Regions from separate parts of the Mus musculus genome. Here region 1 is linked to region 2. Evidence: chromatin contacts called from public HiChIP or PLAC-seq data. All regions are on one chromosome and are shown on one strand. The core of a region is the stretch at or near the end of the contact, and the rest is flanking DNA. Distances in the headings are between cores, read along the strand shown.

Region 1 (4,175 bases), core at 477-2,976, 620 kb after region 2:
CCATTTGTTCCAACACTGGAATGAAATGAGGAAGCTAGAACCCTGTCCCCCACTTTGACTTTCTGTGTTTCTTACTTCTGCTTACTTGGGGGAATATTTGAGGTTTTATAGTTTCTGGGAATCATTTGTAATAGTGATGGGGTGACAAGCTGACGCACTGACTGTCACTGGTTTGTGTCATAGCTGGGCTGTGGAGAGAGCCAGGGTGAGTGTCAGCTTAATGAGGATGCTAACCTTGGCTTGCTCTTCTTTCTGGGGCTATAAGCCAACCTTAAAGCCCATTCGCTGAAGCTGAAGCTGAAGCAGAGGACCAGGTGCAGCAGATGGCATGCACACCTCCTCCCTGACCCAGGGATGCAGAAATGCTTCCCGGAGGATGCTGGTCCCAGTAGGCAGAGTCAAATAAAGGCAAAGTTCTCTCAGACTAAAAGCAAGGGTTTGTTTCTTAGCTGCTGAACAGACAAGTCAGGGGCACTTAGGGTCAAGAGTAACTGGGAAAATCCTGGTCCACAGCTGGGAAGACAGCTCAGGCGGTAAAGTGCAGGCCTGGCATGTACAAAGCTTGGTTCCATCTCAGCACCCCGTAACAGGGCATGGTGGTCACACAGCTGTACTCCCAGCACACAGAGGTAGGAGGTGGACCCCAAAACAGTTCAAGGTCATCCTCAATTGCACAGCAAACTGAAGGCAGTCTGAGCTACACGAGACACTGTTTCAAAAAGAAAATAAGTATTTATTCACACTCTCAACAAATGAAAAATATAAAGATTGAGAGTGTGAGACACCGCTGATCCCATTTCCCCTTCTTGCTTCCTGATAGACAGCCAGGGTAATGGCTGCATGAGCCCTTCAATGAACGACTGTGTAAGCACAGCAAGTGGGAGCGGACCTTACTTCTACTCTTCTCTTTTAGCACGGATAGTAACATGGTATACATTACAGCTGGCTATAATGTATATGGACTGATGCAGCTGTGTGTGCATGTGAGGAGGCACCTCTGGTCCATTACCGCTCTTTTCTGAAAGACTTTCTCACTGCTCTGGAACTTGCTAAGCAGACTGGCCAGTGACTCCAGCTCTTCAGGGCCCAGATTACAAGCACAGCACACCTGGCTTTTATGAGTGTTCCGGGGATTGAACCCACGTCTTCCTGGGTTTACTGAATTACTCCAACCCACTTTTTATTTTTTAATTTTTTTTTCAATACTAGGGATTAAACTCAGGGTCCTGCTACTGAGCTGAGTCCATGTCCTCAGCAATTGCTTTTTAATGTTACTTTTTTAAAAATAGGTATTTACTTTTATGTGAAGGTAGGACAGGGTAGTGTGGAGGGCAGCACACATGCCACAGCCCACGTGTAGTGGTCAGAGCACTTTCAGGACTCAGGTCTCTCCTTCCACCATGCGTGTTCTGCTGACTGAACTCAATCATCAGGCATGGCAGCAATCCTTTAACAGCTGGGCTACCTTGTTGGTCTTGCTCTTTAAACATTCTCACTCTTTCACTAAATCCCTGGGCTGATTCCACCTTCAGTTTTGTTTACAGCTGCTCCTCCTCCTGTCTTCTTTTTTCTTCAGTAATCCTTCTGCTCCAGCCTCTGGAGAGCTGGGACTGCGACACTGTTTCTTTGCTATCTTTCACTTGTCCATATCCTCAGTGGGGTAGTTTCCCCCACAGACCACGGTTTCTCTAAGCCCTTGACAGGGCCAGGATCTCACCCCCCACCCCCCCACACACACACTTCTTCCTCTTTCTCCTCTATTGGCTCTTCCCATGAGCACATGAGCCCAGCCAAGGAAGGCTCTCACGCGTGAAGCTGGGGGAGGGGCAGGACAGAAGGATTCACCATTCTCCCTCCAAGCAGTCTGAGCAGCCACACCTCCTCAGTACCCTGCTCAGCTCTCAACTCCCAGCCCTGTCCACTCCACTGAAACTCCCAGGGCACCACAGCCTTTCCTTGTCACTAAATACAAATGGACTTTTCAGTACCTAAGTCACTGATATCTCAAGTATCTGAAACTGGGATTATGTGTAATATTTTAGAACCTGTTCCATGATTCCATGATTCCTGTCTCTGCAGACTTCTGAACACAAGAGCCATCCTTCAAATGCTAACTTCTCCAGGAAGTGGTCAGTCACACACTCTACCAACAGCCCAGATCTCTCCAGAGCTGCCGACTGCAGTCAACGCCCCAAGGGCTGGGTGCCTGGCACTTCAGTGGAGGTCACTGTGCGCCACCCTCTCACCTGGCACTAACTTGTCACTTTGCACTTCCTCAGGCACTGGCCCCATGGGGCTGCCTAAGCCCAGTGTTTGGGGCCCCCCTTGAGCACTTTCCCTTTCCCCTCTCCCCCTGGGCCATACGCGATGCTGGTTATGGTGTCCCCGATGACCCCGTGTCTCCCACACCCTTCCTCCTTAACTCCATCCACTTTCCCCTCCGTATCTGAAAAAGCCTTGGGATTTGCTGTTTTATTTTTGATTGTTTTGAGTCAAAGTCCCACTTGTGTAGCCCAGGCTGGTCTGAAACTTACCGGATCCACATGGTGTGACACCATGGTGAGCTATAACAGACTTTTGGTCTTTATTCTTGTCACCTCTACATTGCTTCCACACTGCAGTCAGAAGAAGCCCCTGAAACATGAGTCTAATGGCACTGCTTAGCAGTGCAAACGTTATTAACAACACTGCTTTTAAAAATACTTTTGTCTTGGTTACTTTTCTCTTGCTGTGATAAGACACCAAGACCAAGGCAACTTAAGAAGACAGCGTTTACTGGTGGTTCAGTTTCAGAGGGCTCGGTTCCACGCCCATCTTGGCCAGGAGCACGGCAGCAGGCAGACAGGCCTGGTGCTAGATCAGTAACTAAGAGTATATTTAGAGCCACAGTAGGAGGCAGAGAGTTAAGTGTAAATTGTCTGGGCTCTTGGAACCTCCAAGTCTGCCCCTATTGGCAAATGTCCTTAAACAAAACCATGCCATCTAATCCTTCTCTCCAACTGCTCCAATAACTGGGGACCCAGGATTCAAATACATCAGCCTATGGGGGCCATTCTCATTCAAACCTCTAAAACCCCAAATGAGCCTAAAATAAAAATAAGATAAACTTAAAAACCATCGTGGAAATAAACATTCAATAGCCTGGGGGTGGGAGCTAGGGACTGAAAAGCCACATGAAAATAAATCAATATGTATAAGTGTAATATAAACCTATAGTAATTAGTCAAACAGTGTGGCACTGGTACAGGGGTAGACACATCAACGAAGAGGAAGCCAGGGGTGGCCCATGCCTGCAACTCAAGCACTGCACCACTGTGCGACAGTCCCACACCCCACATGTTTTTAAATTTGCATGAAAAAAAATCCCATCATAAAAATCTAATAAATAGCAAACTGTGAAAATACTTGCAACTCAAATCACAGAAAACTGGCCACATTTTCTAAAACATAACAACTCAACCACCAAAATTAAGGGTAAAAGATGTGTCGTGCAGCTAAAGATAGTACAAAACCACAGGCGGGGGTTGGGGGGGAGGTGCATTTATAAAAGAAAAGCGAATGAAAACTACACAGAAGATCTGGAGAGATGGCTCAGAGGGCAAAGCACAAGAGATCAGATCCCCAGCGCCTACGTGCAATGCTGGCATGATGTAGGCATCTGCAGCCCCAACTCTCAGGAAATCACACAGGGGGATCCCTGACATCTGCTGGCTAGCCAGCCTAGCACTCTAGAGAGAAAGAGCCTGCCTCAAAACACACACACACACACACACACACACACACACACACACACACACACACACACACAGGCAAATGAACAAAACCAGAGGGGCTGGCAAGGTGGCTCAGTGGGCTAGGGGGCCTGGTATACGCAGCTGCAAATAACCAAAGACCCTGCCTCAAACACGGTAAGGACTGATCTCCAAGGCTGTCTCCGACCTCACCCTGTTATACAGTACACACTGGTGTACCTGTACTCACATACTTGAACACATATGCACGTACACAATACACACACATACAAGTGCATGTTTCAAAAAAAAAAAGATTTTTAAAAAACACAAGGTTGATGGCTCCTGAGAAACCACACCTACGGGTGACCTTAGGCTTCCATGCAACTGTGCACCTGCACACACTTAGCATCGCTACACACAAGCATCTCTCTCTCTCTCTCT
Region 2 (4,324 bases), core at 1,625-4,124:
ATGTACTTGTGAAGCCCCTGCACTGCTGTTGTAACCTGTGGCACACACTCCTGCAAACATACCAAGGTTCGTACATGAATCGAATGCAGCCTTTACATACCAGTTAGACACGCTTTAGCAAAGCTAGATGTGGGAAGGGAGAAATATGGCTTGTTCAAGGAAGAGGAAAAAAAAGCCGGGCGTGGTGGCGCATGCCTTTAATCCCAGCACTTGGGAGGTAGAGGCAGGTGGATTTCTGAGTTCGAGGCCAGCCTGGTCTACAGAGTGAGTTCCAGGACAGCCAGGGCTACACAGAGAAACCCTGTCTCAAAAAAACAAAACCAGGGCTGGTGAGATGGCTCAGTGGGTAAGAGCACCCGACTGCTCTTCTGAAGGTCAAGAGTTCAACTCCCAGCAACCACATGGTAGCTCACAACCATCTGTAAACCATAAATAAAAATGAATAAATAAATAAACAAAACAACAACAACAACAAAAAACAGAAAAAGGTAACTAAGACAATACGTTTTTGTTGCTGTTGTTTTGAGACAGAGTTTCTCTGTGTAACTCTGGCAGTCCTGGAACTCACTCTGTGGACCAGAGTGGCCTGGAAATACAAGATCCACCTGCCACTGCCCTCTGAGTTTTGGGATTAAAGGTATGTGTCACCACTGCCCAGCTGGGAAATAACTTTTTTTTTCTTTTTCTTTTCTTTTCTTTTTTTTCTTTTTCTTTTTCTTTTTTTTCTTTCTTTTTTTTTCTTTTTCTTTTTTTGTTTTTTTGTTTTTTTTTTTTTTTGGTTTTCTGAGACAGGGTTTCTCTGTGTAGCCCTGGCTGTCCTGGAGCTCACTTTGTAGACCAGGCTAGCCTCGAACTCAGAAATCCACCTGCCTCTGCCTCCCAAGTGCTGGGATTAAAGGCGTGCACCACCATGCCCAGCTGGAAAATAACTTTTTAATGTACATTTTCCCCCCAGGTATTTTATATGTGCTTTTCTGGGTAAGATACATATATGCACAAACTTACAAAAATATAATACTGATTTATGTATAATTTACTATCTAATTAGGGGTGTTAGGAACATTCTCCACGGTTAAGTATTTTTCAAAATCTTGCCCATTACCCGGTGTGGCTCACTCAATGGCAGAACCTTTGCCTAGTATGCCCAAATTGTGGGATATTAGGTTCTTTTCTTCCTTCATTTTCCGTTTTTATTTTCCATGTTTGCTAATATGCTAACACTTTGATAAACATTCCTATTAGGAAGAGTGATCAATTCTCCAACTTCTAGAACTTTCAGGGCCTGGTGCTGTGGGACTATAATCCTAGCTATTAGAGAGCAGAGGCAGGAACAAGAACAGCCTAGGATACAGAGGGAGTTCAAGGGCATCCTGGGTAACTTAGCATGACATCTGAAGATTTAAAACCAAGGGGCTGGAGAACTGACTCGGCAGTTAACAATGCTTGCTCTTAGAGCCGGGCATGGTGGCACACACCTTTAATTCCAGCACTCGGGAGGCAGAGGCAGGCGGATTTCTGAGTTCGTGGCCAGCCTGGTCTACAAAGTGAGTTCCAGGACAGCCAGGGCTATACAGAGAAACCCTGTCTCAAAAAACCAAAAAAAAAAAAAAAAAAAAAAGAATGCTTGCTCTTCCAGAGGACCAGATTCAGCTCCCAGCACCCATGTTGGGCCGCTCACAACCGCCTGTACCTCCAGAAGATCTGAGGTCCTCTTATAGCCTCCAAAGACATTTGTACATGTGGTACCCACTCACTCAGACACAGCAGACAAAACGGTGGTGGGACGCCTTTAATCCCAGCACTTGGGAGGCAGAGGCAGGCGGATTTCTGAGTTCGAGGCCAACCTGGCCTACAAAGTGAGTTCCAGGACAGCCAGAGCTACACAGAGAAACCCTGTCTCAAAACAAACAAACAAACAAACAAACAAACAAACAAAAAGCCAACAAAATCTAAGAAGAAAGTGCTGAAGAGATGTCTCAGCAGTTAGGGGCACTGGCTGCTCTTCCAGAGGACCCTGGTTCAATTCCCAGGCTCACAGCCACTTCTAGCTCTAAACCTAGGGGAGTCTGTACCTCCTTCTAGCCTTCTTGGGCACTGTACACACATGGTACACAGACATACAGGTTCACACATAATTTCTTTTTTAACTAAACTGAAGAGAGAGTTGAAGATCTAGTATAGCGATAGAGTTCTTGCCCAGCCTGTGCAGGGTCCAAGGTTCAATTCCAGTGTTATGAAAAAATAAAATAAAAATTCTAGAACTAGACTTACAAAAAAAAAAATCAAGAGGTAGAAACTATTAAACTTTCCTTTTTAAAATATAGTTTTAAGCTGGGCATGGTGGTGCACACTTTTAACCCCAGCACTCCAGGGGCAGAGGCTGATAGATCTCTGGGAGTTCAACTTGTTTACAGAGCAAGCTTCAGGACAGCCAAGGTTACGGAGAGAAACCCTATATAGAAAAACCCGATATTGATCTTCAGCACTGAGCCATCGCTTCAGGCCAAACTTCCCTGAATCTGACCAAGTTTTGCATCAACTTTACCCTCCCATAATAATTAATATAATCATGGTCTTATTTATACATTACTCATTTGTTTAAGGAAGCTGGCCGTTGCCTGTTTATTACCATTATGAAACTTTTCTGTGGCAAATGTTTCTTCCTCTTTTTTTTTTCTGGGGTGGGGGTGGGGTAGGGTGGGGTGTGAAGTTAGCTCCCGATAGCTAGCTTCACACTCACTCTGTACCCGAGGGTGACCTTGGGCTCCTGATTCTCTGGCCTCCCATTCCCAAGTACTGGAATTACAGACATCTGACTTTGTTAGTTTTCTTTTTTCTTCTTTTCTGGGAGAAAGGAGAAGGGAAACAGAGACTCTTGTAGCGCAGGCAGGCCCCAAATTTATGATGTAGCTACAGCTGACCTTGAACTAATTCTCTTCTCTGATTCTTTTTTTTTTTTTTTTTTTTTTTTTTTTTTTTTGGTTTTTCGAGACAGGGTTTCTCTGTATAGCCCTGGCTGTCCTGGAACTCACTTTGTAGACCAGGCTGGCCTCGAACTCAGAAATCCACCTGCCTTTGCCTCCCGAGTGCTGGGATTAAAGGCGTGCGCCACTATGCCCGGCTCCTCTCTGATTCTTACGGGGGTGGGATTACAGGTGTACCACATCACACTTTTTCTCCAGATGTCTTAGGCAGTGTATATGGTCAGGCACGCCACCCCAGCTTGTGGTTCCTGCAGCGTCCACGTCATCTCCCCTGGAGTCTTCCCCCTTTCCATGGCTGGATGCTAGTTGGGAGATTTGATTTTAAAAACCAAATTTCAAAGCATGAGAAAGGTAGTTAATCCCACCACTTTAATCCTAGAACTCAGGCAGCAGAGGCAGGTGGATCTCTGTGTTCAAGCTGGGACTACAGAGTGAGTTCCAGGGTAGCCAGGGCTACACAGAGAAACACCTGGCTGGAAAAACCAAAAGCTAAGAAAACATGGAATATTAGATATTACAATTAAATACTGCTGATAGATTTAAAAAAGGTTCCACTGGCTTATCCTATGGAAGACACTGGTCCTTTTGTTTTTGTTTGTTTGTTTGTTTGTTTTGTTGTTCTTTTGAGACTGTGTAGACCAGGCTGGCCTCGAACTCTGACATTTGTCTGCCTCTGCCTCTTCAGTGCTGGGATCAAAGGTGTGTGTGCCACCATGTCTGGCAAGAGACACAGGTCTTACTAAGCACCAGTTAATCTCCCCATAGCGTCAGTCACTCTAATAGATGTTAGTGTAGTCGGGGCATAGGGGAAGGGTACACTCCATCTCTTTTCCTGGCTTATAGGACCCCTCAAACTCAAGGCCTGAAAGATAACCGCTCCTCCCTCAGGAAATTGAGGATTCATAAACCTTTTTTTGATTCATGAATCTTAAAACACACCTATCTTCCAGTTTTACCTAGGAGAGACCACTCTGGGGTCCTGAAATGCTGGAAAGAGGCCTATATGTGTTACTTGTAATAGAAACAGCTGATCGCTTTCTAGTGTCAATCTGGAAGATTCTCTTCTGCTTACAGTAAATCAGGGTGTTAGCTACACAGTAACATCTGGGCTTGGCCCTCACTGGGATCACCTGGCACCAATGGGCTTTCACAATTTACAAGATACAGTGTCTGGTATGTTCTGTCACTAGCTGCTAAATTTCATTCTTTCTAGCAAAGCCAAGAAATGAACATTAATTACTTTAGTTACTGAGATGTTACTGAGGCGGGGCATCTGCCCAGACAGGTTCTCCCAGGGAGGCAACAGGTAAGAAAGATAGTGGGAAGCTAGTTGTGATCCC

The links. HiChIP or PLAC-seq counts read pairs in DNA pulled down with a chosen protein or histone mark.
Region 1: an H3K27ac HiChIP or PLAC-seq map of large pre-B cells shows a contact between it and region 2, with 2.5 times the contacts expected there. The contact joins two enhancer-like sites. A contact is called at or near these places in 1 of 39 promoter capture datasets (pre-B cells), 1 of 115 datasets of contacts at active chromatin or transcription factors (large pre-B cells) and 1 of 9 other capture datasets (liver).

The regions. Positions count from the first base shown.
Region 1 is chr7:80,639,890-80,644,064 of GRCm38.p6, forward strand. The region is part of intron 2 of Crtc3 (CREB regulated transcription coactivator 3); the gene reads right to left. It overlaps Gm15880 (predicted gene 15880), which reads left to right. Exons shown (of 5, transcript NR_040343.1): 5 at 2,080-4,175. Among named protein-coding and RNA genes, the nearest start is that of Gm51450, 5.9 kb to the right of the region's middle. Within about 2 kb of position 1,727, at least 123 of the 459 cell types and tissues checked have an H3K27ac peak or open chromatin away from gene starts, as enhancers often do. A contact at or near this core is called in liver and pre-B cells, where this site is marked.
Region 2 is chr7:80,016,092-80,020,415 of GRCm38.p6, forward strand. No RefSeq gene overlaps it. Among named protein-coding and RNA genes, the nearest start is that of Zfp710, 8.0 kb to the right of the region's middle. Within about 2 kb of position 2,875, at least 60 of the 459 cell types and tissues checked have an H3K27ac peak or open chromatin away from gene starts, as enhancers often do. A contact at or near this core is called in liver and pre-B cells, where this site is marked.